Regions from separate parts of the Mus musculus genome. Here regions 1 and 2 are each linked to region 3. A link is a contact called in public Hi-C data. All regions are on one chromosome and are shown on one strand. Each heading gives the region's core, a stretch centred on a gene start, on an enhancer-like site or on the middle of the called end of the contact. The rest is flanking DNA. Distances are from core to core; before and after follow the strand shown.

The links. A called contact is a pair of places that touch in the nucleus more often than the background predicts.
Region 1: a contact with region 3 is called in a Hi-C map of uterus, with 3 times the contacts expected there. The contact joins two enhancer-like sites. A contact is called at or near these places in 1 of 15 datasets of contacts at CTCF or cohesin (the NIH/3T3 cell line) and 2 of 484 Hi-C or Micro-C datasets (both in uterus).
Region 2: a contact with region 3 is called in a Hi-C map of uterus, with 6 times the contacts expected there. The contact joins two enhancer-like sites.

What each region holds. Positions count from the first base shown.
Region 1 is chr10:5,109,509-5,112,208 of GRCm38.p6, reverse strand. It overlaps Syne1 (spectrin repeat containing, nuclear envelope 1), which reads left to right. Exons shown (of 146, transcript NM_001347711.1): 117 at 701-834; 118 at 1,174-1,378. Among named protein-coding and RNA genes, the nearest start is that of Gm51757, 220 kb to the left of the region's middle. Within about 2 kb of position 1,253, at least 31 of the 459 cell types and tissues checked have an H3K27ac peak or open chromatin away from gene starts, as enhancers often do. A contact at or near this core is called in uterus, where this site is marked.
Region 2 is chr10:5,138,214-5,140,913 of GRCm38.p6, reverse strand. Syne1 (spectrin repeat containing, nuclear envelope 1) reads left to right here. Exons shown (of 146, transcript NM_001347711.1): 106 at 1-102. Among named protein-coding and RNA genes, the nearest start is that of Gm51757, 190 kb to the left of the region's middle. Within about 2 kb of position 1,408, at least 16 of the 459 cell types and tissues checked have an H3K27ac peak or open chromatin away from gene starts, as enhancers often do. A contact at or near this core is called in uterus, where this site is marked.
Region 3 is chr10:4,731,201-4,733,900 of GRCm38.p6, reverse strand. All of the region lies in intron 2 of Esr1 (estrogen receptor 1 (alpha)), which reads right to left. Among named protein-coding and RNA genes, the nearest start is that of Esr1, 22 kb to the right of the region's middle. Within about 2 kb of position 1,345, at least 13 of the 459 cell types and tissues checked have an H3K27ac peak or open chromatin away from gene starts, as enhancers often do. A contact at or near this core is called in uterus, where this site is marked.

The DNA of each region.
Region 1 (2,700 bases), core at 4-2,503, 380 kb before region 3:
AGAAAACACATATTTACATTAAGTTTCATAATTGTAGCAAAAATTATACTTATGAAATAGCAATGAAAATAATTTTATGGTTGGGGGTCACCACAACATAAGGAACTATATTAAAGGGTCTCAGCATTAGGAAGGATGAGAAGTGGGCTAGACAAAAGTTATTAAATATGTGAGGTGATGGTCTGTTAATTAGATTAACTTAACCATCCTACAATATAAACAGATATGAATGTTTTTGAACACTTATTCAATTGTCCTATGGATATGTACAGTTACTTTCTGTGAGTTTTTTTTTTTTTTTTTAATGTAGACCTGGAAAATTCTTTGCATGAGGTAGAACTTAGAAGTGGTCCTCAGAAAAGCTGAGATTGGCTGTCTTCTTCATCAGTTACTGGGAGAACCACTCTCCGTGCTACTGACCTGGCACCCTTGTTTTGGCAAAAAGAGCCACAGTGTGGCAGACAGTGCCTGGACCGCTGCTACAGCATCTTCCCTAAGCAAGGACATCCTTCATGGGCTTCTAAAGAAGAGTCCATGTGCAGAAGGGGGCTCAGTTGCTGTGACTCTCCTCTCATGCAGTCACACGAACAGAACTATAAGAAGTTATCTTTTTAACAGCAGTGGAGTAGCACATGCCTGTCCATTTTAAACTTGCTCATTAGTTCCTGTTTGTCACCTGTGGTTCTCTTTCTTTGAGCAGAATCTTCATGATGAACTAGAAAAACAGGAAGGAGGCTTACAGAAATTTGGCTCTATCACCAACCAACTATTGAAGGAGTGTCACCCACCTGTGGCAGAAACCCTCTCCAGTACTCTGCAAGAAGTCAATATGAGGTATGGGACCAGCTACTCTTACAGCATTCTCAGCTGTAGATCTAAAGAGTCTACTCTACTAATGTTTTGGTTGTTTTTCTTTTTATAAACCGAATTTAATGAAAAATAACCACAAAGAAGACATTTAGGAAGGATCAGGACTTCCATAGTCCCAAGGATAGTTTTCATCCCCTTGGAATATGAATGTGACACATTAGCCTTTATTATGTTAAATAGACATGAGTCATTGTTTTGCTATGCCCATGTTCACATGAACCATGATGAAGACAAATAAAATAGTAAGTGATAGCCTTTGGTAAGAGATATGAGTCTGCCCTAAGTGCTCGCTGTTGCTTGCAGATGGAATAACTTACTGGAAGAGATCGCTGAACAGCTGCACTCCAGCAAGGCCCTCCTTCAGCTCTGGCAGAGATACAAGGACTACTCAAAGCAGTGTGCCTCTGCCATCCAGAGACAAGAGGAACAGACCAGTGTACTGTTGAAGGCAGCCACTAACAAGGATATCGCTGATGATGAAGTCACCAAGTGGATTCAGGATTGCAACGTATGTTCAGGGACTTGTTTGGGACTTGCCCAACCCGCTGGCCTTCAGTTTCATTGGTTTTGTAGGGCTAGTAGAGATGCATGTGAGCTTTGGGGCTATCTAAATCTGTGAGACAGTTTATCCCAAATTCATCACCCCATTAACTGAAGAGCCTAGTCTTACAGAGCCCTCCTGCATGTGTTTACAATTTGTGAGTTTCTTTCCCATTGTTTTATTTTTAAAAATGAGTTGCCTTTCCCACTTTTCCCTAGTGGGGTATAAATCTATGAGGGAAATGTAGGCTATCTGTTTGTACTGAAATAGTCACTGTAAGTTGCAACCACATGGGGGAAAAATCATGCCTTTAAAAAAAAAATCAACTGTTAAAGTTATCCACATTATTTAAAAAAAAAAATCATCCACTTAGATTTGTTATCTGCTGCAGTGCATCAGACAATAGCTGCATTCAGGTATTTAACAGCAGAGAGCAGCAGCTTGCTGCCACACATTTTAATAGCTTTTATATGATTCCCCTTTCCTCCATAGTTGCCAATAACCTACTTAGGGCTTTTGAGAAAGGCCTTCTCTTATTCCACCCATTATGGACCTCTTATTGTTTGTCCTTATTTGTCTTTATTTTAATGATCTTTGTTACAAAGATCTGCTTAAAAGCTTTCCCAAATCAGTTTATTAAAGTAGTCAAGTTATAAAACAACCCACATAAACTGAAGATTATACCTTCAGTCTAAATAAAGGTTTCAAGCGGCAGGGTTATTGTTTACAATAAAGATAACCTTCGTTTTGGTTGGCATTTTTTTTGTCTTTATAAGAGCAGTCATTTTCAGTGTTTCAGAACCAAGACACATGTTGTTATCTGTGTCAAGGTTAAAGGTGCCCTTCGTTCTTCTCTGAAAGGAAACTCACTGTTCAGGCACAGCAGGATCCAGCCGCCATCTTGTGCAGATGGAACCCCAATTGCCATCAGGAGCAGAAGTCCTTTGTAATCTGTTACTATTCCATAGGACCCAGAAACAGGGAACCCCCACTGGCTCACAGTTATGGGCATATGGTTGGGTTTCATAAAGTACAGGCTGGAGATGCCACGGAGAGAGAGGTGGAGAAGGTCCTTAGCTCTGTCCACCTGAGCCATCTCTGACCTCCACACCCCACCAGCACCCGAATCCTGGTGTAGCTACAATTAGGTGACCACAGATAGACTATTGCCAAAGACCTCCATAGAAATAAGTAGGAAAGGCGAACTACAGCACCATGCCTTCAGTTTGATATGTTTACATATACAAAAAAGTGAGGAGAACATGACCTAAGGTTTCTCCTTACTGCCA
Region 2 (2,700 bases), core at 159-2,658, 410 kb before region 3:
CTGGTGGACCTGCTGGACACTGGACAGGAGAAGATGACAGGGGACCAAAAGATCATTGTATGCTCCAAAGAAGAAATCCAGCAGCTGCTTGGGAAGCACAAGGTGAGCTGAGACCAGGAAGGCATAGCTGAAATAGCACATTCTCAGGCCCTTACATAGAGGGGTTCGGTATTTCAACCAAATATGCCTGGGTTTTATGCGCTATACTTGTATAATTACACTTCTAAGTGGTCTATTGACATTTGTTCAAATCCCCTAGCATCTAGAGTAAAGAAAAATGGTAATGGGTATTTTTATAACAAGTATAATCAGTAATTTTACTCATTAGTTCTCCATAAATATTAACCCAACTCTCACCATATATGAACTTTAATCAAGGAAAAACTCAAAGCCTTTCCTTAGTGGGACTCAGATTGCTTTTATTCTCTCTCTCTCTCTCTCTCTCTCTCTCTCTCTCTTTTTCTTTTTAAAAGACAGGATCTCATGTAGCTCAAGCTAGCCTCATATAGCTAAAGGTAACCTTGAACTTCGAATCCTCCTGCCTTCACCTTCTGAGATCTGGAATTAAAGGTACATGCAACTAAGTTTATATGGTCCTGAGGATAGACCCCAGGACTTGGTGCATGTGAGACATAAAAGCTCTACCAACTGACCCTATTGTTAGCTACATTCTTAACTCAGTTTCCCCCTGTGTATTTGTTAGGGCCTCTTGCCATCTTGCCCCAGGTGCTCTCTCTCCCCGTCACTGTCCTGGCATAGACTCCTCACTCCACGCTGGGAATACAGGGCTGCCCACTCTGTTTTGGTGTCTGTTACTTGCGTCATTCAGACCTCCTGGCCCTTAAGCACATTCTCCTGTAGTTGCTGTTGGCCTCCAAGATTTTCCTGGGCTTGACCAGAACTTTTACCACGCAATCAGGCTTGGGAACCCAGAGATTGCTTCATCAGTGTGCTTCCAAATGGAGCTCAGGTTCATTACTCCTTAGTGAATAAATAAATATATATTCAACACACACACACTCACACATTCCTATCATAATACATTTTAAGCAATGACTATGCAAAGCTTACCAGGCTACAAACTCAGCCTCCCAGGCTATGGGAATTCCCAGAAGAAAAACAAAACAGTCTCACTGAGTTTTAAATGATTAACAATCTACTGTTCTGTGGCTCTCTGGTGGGCTATTATTGTCAAATTGTTGGGGGAAGGGGACTATACTTTTTTGCTATTTTTCACCCAGAGATTTTCTGTCTAAAGAGTTGTATAATTTATTAAAGCCTTATCATTTGGCTATGAAAACATTGCTTTAAAGTTCACAGCTGTTTTCTCTCAAATCTGACCATAGCAATAAAAGATCGCTCTGAGTTATTCCAGAAGGGAGACTAGGATCAAGGAGCAATAGAATAACAGAAAAGATGCTCAGTTAGGAAAAAGTTTTAAGGGAGTAGACTCCAGCTGCCACTTGGGCTGCACAGGGGCCTCTTTGGTCATGGAAATGCTGCCAAAGCCAGAGCGGGAGGTAAGCTTGTGTTGAAAGCATGCTTGACTGTCAGTGCACATTTGGCTTAGTAGGTCTTTCCCAGCCATACGATCATTTCATCAACTGATGATTGGTTAAAATAATGGTTCTAAAATGGACTTGATGTCACAGGCTTGTGTTGTAATCCCAGCTACTTGGGAGATTGAAGCAGGAGCAATTTCAAGTTCAAGACTTACCTCAGCTAAAGAGAAAGTTGAGCAGGAGTGAATACATGAGTTTTATTTCAAAATAAACAACAAAACAGCATCATAGGCTGCTGGTATACCTCATGGGTAGAGTGGTTGCTTAATGCTCTTGGGCACTGATCTTGATTCCTGGCACAACAAAACAATTATGGTACTGTTGATGACGATCAACCTACCCTTTACTATCCAGTCTATGTTTTGTGGGAGACTTCTACAGCTTTGGTGGGGACAAACTTACAGTCATATAATAGGAATTAAAACCTCAACTCTGATTCCTGTCAGGGCCACCCCTGCCATCTTCCTTCTGATCCCAGTGGAGGCCTCTAAGGGCTCCAGAGTGCTCTCCATGCTCAGGGTTCCATCAGGCCTTCATCCTCAGCCAGGAGGCAGACCTGAAACCTAGACCCCTGGACACATTCACTGCCAGAGGAGAGTTGGCCTACAAGAAGAGTTCTCACCCCAGAACTCAGGAGGTGGATCAGAGCTCCAGACTGCTGGACACTTGCCCTGGAAGAGGAGAGCTTGCCTACAGAGAGTGCTCTGACCACTGGAACTCAGGAGACAGTTGGATTCTCAGGAGTGCTGACAGAGGCTAAAAGAATCAAAGGAGGATCAAGCTCTAACCAGAGACAGCTTGAACATTAAGACCAGAGATTTCCAGATGGTAAAAGGCAAACGTAAGAATTTTACTAACAGAAACCAAGAACACTGGGCATCATTAGAACCCAGTACGCCCACCACAACGAGTCCTGAATACCCCAACACACCCGAAAAGCAAGATTCGGATTTAAAATCATATCTCATGATGGTGGTAGAAGATCTTAAGAAGGGTATTAATAACCCACTTAAAGAAATACAGGAGAACACTGCTAAACAGGTAGAAGCCTTTAAAGAGGAAGCACAAAAATTCCTCAAGGAATTAGAGGAGAATACTGCTAAACCAGTAAAAGCTGTTAAAGAGGAAACACAAATAT
Region 3 (2,700 bases), core at 96-2,595:
ATGGTTTTTCAGTGTAACCCTGGATGGCCTGGTGTGTAGCCACAGCTGGCCTTAAATTTGTGCCAATCCTCCTGCCTCTGCCTCCTATGTGTTCGAATAACAGGTATGCCTCGCTATACCCAGTTTGGAAAACTTTAACTCACAAGCACATAGAAAATGATGTGCCATTAATGCTCACAGGTAAGAGTTCTAAAAGTCTTTATGCACAAAGCAAATTAGCATTCTCCATTCAAAAGTAAGGCTCTTTGTGAAATGTCAAGAGGTTTTTCCACTCACTTAAGAAAAATGTCTTCACCCCAAAATACAAGCAAGTGTTGATTTTCCACACTAATGGGAAACAAGAGTCGCCTGGTCTCAAGTTCCCTGAAAAATCCCATTTGCTCAATATCTTTTTATCTTTTTGTCACTTACTAATGTGTAACCAAATGACCCAATTTGAGTTTCATCACCTGCCCTTTCTCACTCACACCAATCTGTTATAAGCGCTAATGAATGGTAAGGTCCAGAAGCCCAAAGAGGCAAGAATCAGGCTGTGCAGAGGACACTAAGGAGGTAAAGTAATAGAGGGGGAGTGGCAGCTTGACTCTGCACCATCCTCTTCAAAGAGTTAAAAAGTCTGATTTCCAGTCTAATCTCCACAGGCACTGTGATGTATGTTAGAGGAATACATTTGTGTTTGTGCTGGATTATTAAGAAATCCACTCACCTATTGACAGCCCTGAGGGGAAAGCTGTGGACGACAAGCCAGCAGTGGACAGAGATAGGAAGTAAAGGGAAAGGGGGAACAGGAGAGGCAGAGAATATGAAAGAGACAGCGAGAAGCATCTGCCTCGGGAAGCAGGTCATGGAATCCTGAGAGCCTGGGTGCCTGGGTAAATGCACACAGGCAGAGTCCTGTGTGAGAGCTTAGGCACTCACCACCAATGACCCCAAACAGCCCCTTTTAATCACTGGCCTCCTGCCTGCTCTTGAGGGCGAACTATAAATTGTTTTATTTATAATCCCACCGAGGAGAGAGAATCAATATGTCATCACATAAAAGTTCACACAAGCATGTCCAGAATTGCAAATGGGAATTTTTGCATTTTAAAAAAAAATCATTTGGGAACCTGATGTCATCAGAGAGTCTGTGGCTGCAAATGTGACCAACTTCCAGATGCAGCAAGAAGGACAATGGACTGGGATGACCAAGTTCTAGTCAAAGTTGTCAAGGTCTAGACAGAAACCTATCCAATAACAGCTGTACAACATAAGCAAACCTCCCTAAACCTCGTTCTATCTTTAAAATGGGAGGTTACAACTGTGTTTCCTAAATGCCTTCTGGCACCACATGTGTGTGAGTGAGCTTCTCTCCCATGGATCTGACCAGCAGGAACAGCTGCAGCCAGCTAGGATTTATTCAATGAGCCCCAGGAGAGTACAGCCCATTTCTCAGAACTCTTTCCTAAGAGTAACAGAGTGCATACGAGAGCTTTGGAGGAGAGGGGAATGTCACAGTTAAGTCTTCTTGTGACTCCTCCAACCAGGGATGACACCACCACCCAGGCCAACACAGGTGACTGTCAGGAAGAACCATTCTGTTAGCCACTGATAATAAGACTGACTCTGACATGGGTCACTTTAGCAATAGGAGGCAAGACAAGGAAACTAAACCTGAAGGGAAGGATGGCATGAAGAAGGAAGGAAGGGATCCATCCGGGTCACATGGTTAGTAACTTCTAAAGACTCAGAGAGAGTGGTTCAGAAAATCCTGCTAAATAGGTGTGACCTACCAAGCTCTGTTTTTATATAGTTTTCTCTTGCATATAGGGACTTTGAGAAGGCCATGGGGCCCTTGTCGGGCCACATTTACTATCTAACCTCTCAGTCTTTAAAGGACTACAACAGAGCATGTACTACAACAGAACAGAATCCCAGTGAAATACATTCAGCAGACTGACTGGCTGCCTCATGTATAGGATCCCAGAGTGAATCTGGAGCTCTGTGCATCACTGTGCAGTGGAATTGAGCAGGAGGTGAAGCTGCGGCAGACTGCCATCGAGTCTGAATGGCTGACGTGCACTCTGGGCTCACAAGCCCTAAGAAAGGATGTTCCCATCAGGACAACAACAAGAGCCCAGGCATTCAGTGCGAGAAACAGCAGTTAATTGTGACAGAACTGTGACATGTGCAACTGGAGGGCAAAAGGGACACTGGGGACATGAACTTGAAAAAAAGGTTGAGATGTTCTTTAAAAACACATTGTTTTTCCTAAGTTGCAGAGATAATCATCACAAGTCCACACATCAGGCCAACCTTCACGCACTGTGACATCTAACTAGTAAGCCATGTGCGTGCCTCTCTACAGGTGACACCATCTATCTGTAAACAGTTCCTGGTTACACTGGAGTGCCTCACTATGTCTTCTGAGAATCAAGCAGGACTGTTTTTGTTATTGTTATGCCAACAGGGAAACATGATTTTTCCCCCTTTGAACTTGATTTTGGTAGAGACTGTAGGAAAGACCAAGGAAGCATAACTTTGAATGTTTAGTCTCGACTTCCACATCTACGAGAACTCTTTGTGCCTGCCTCCAGGTGCCACAGGACCTGGTCTGTGACTCTGTAAAGACTGGGCTTTGCCACAGGAAGAACCATTCTGTTAGCAACTGATAATAAGACTGACTCTGACACAGGCCACTTTAGCAAGAGGAGGGAAGAT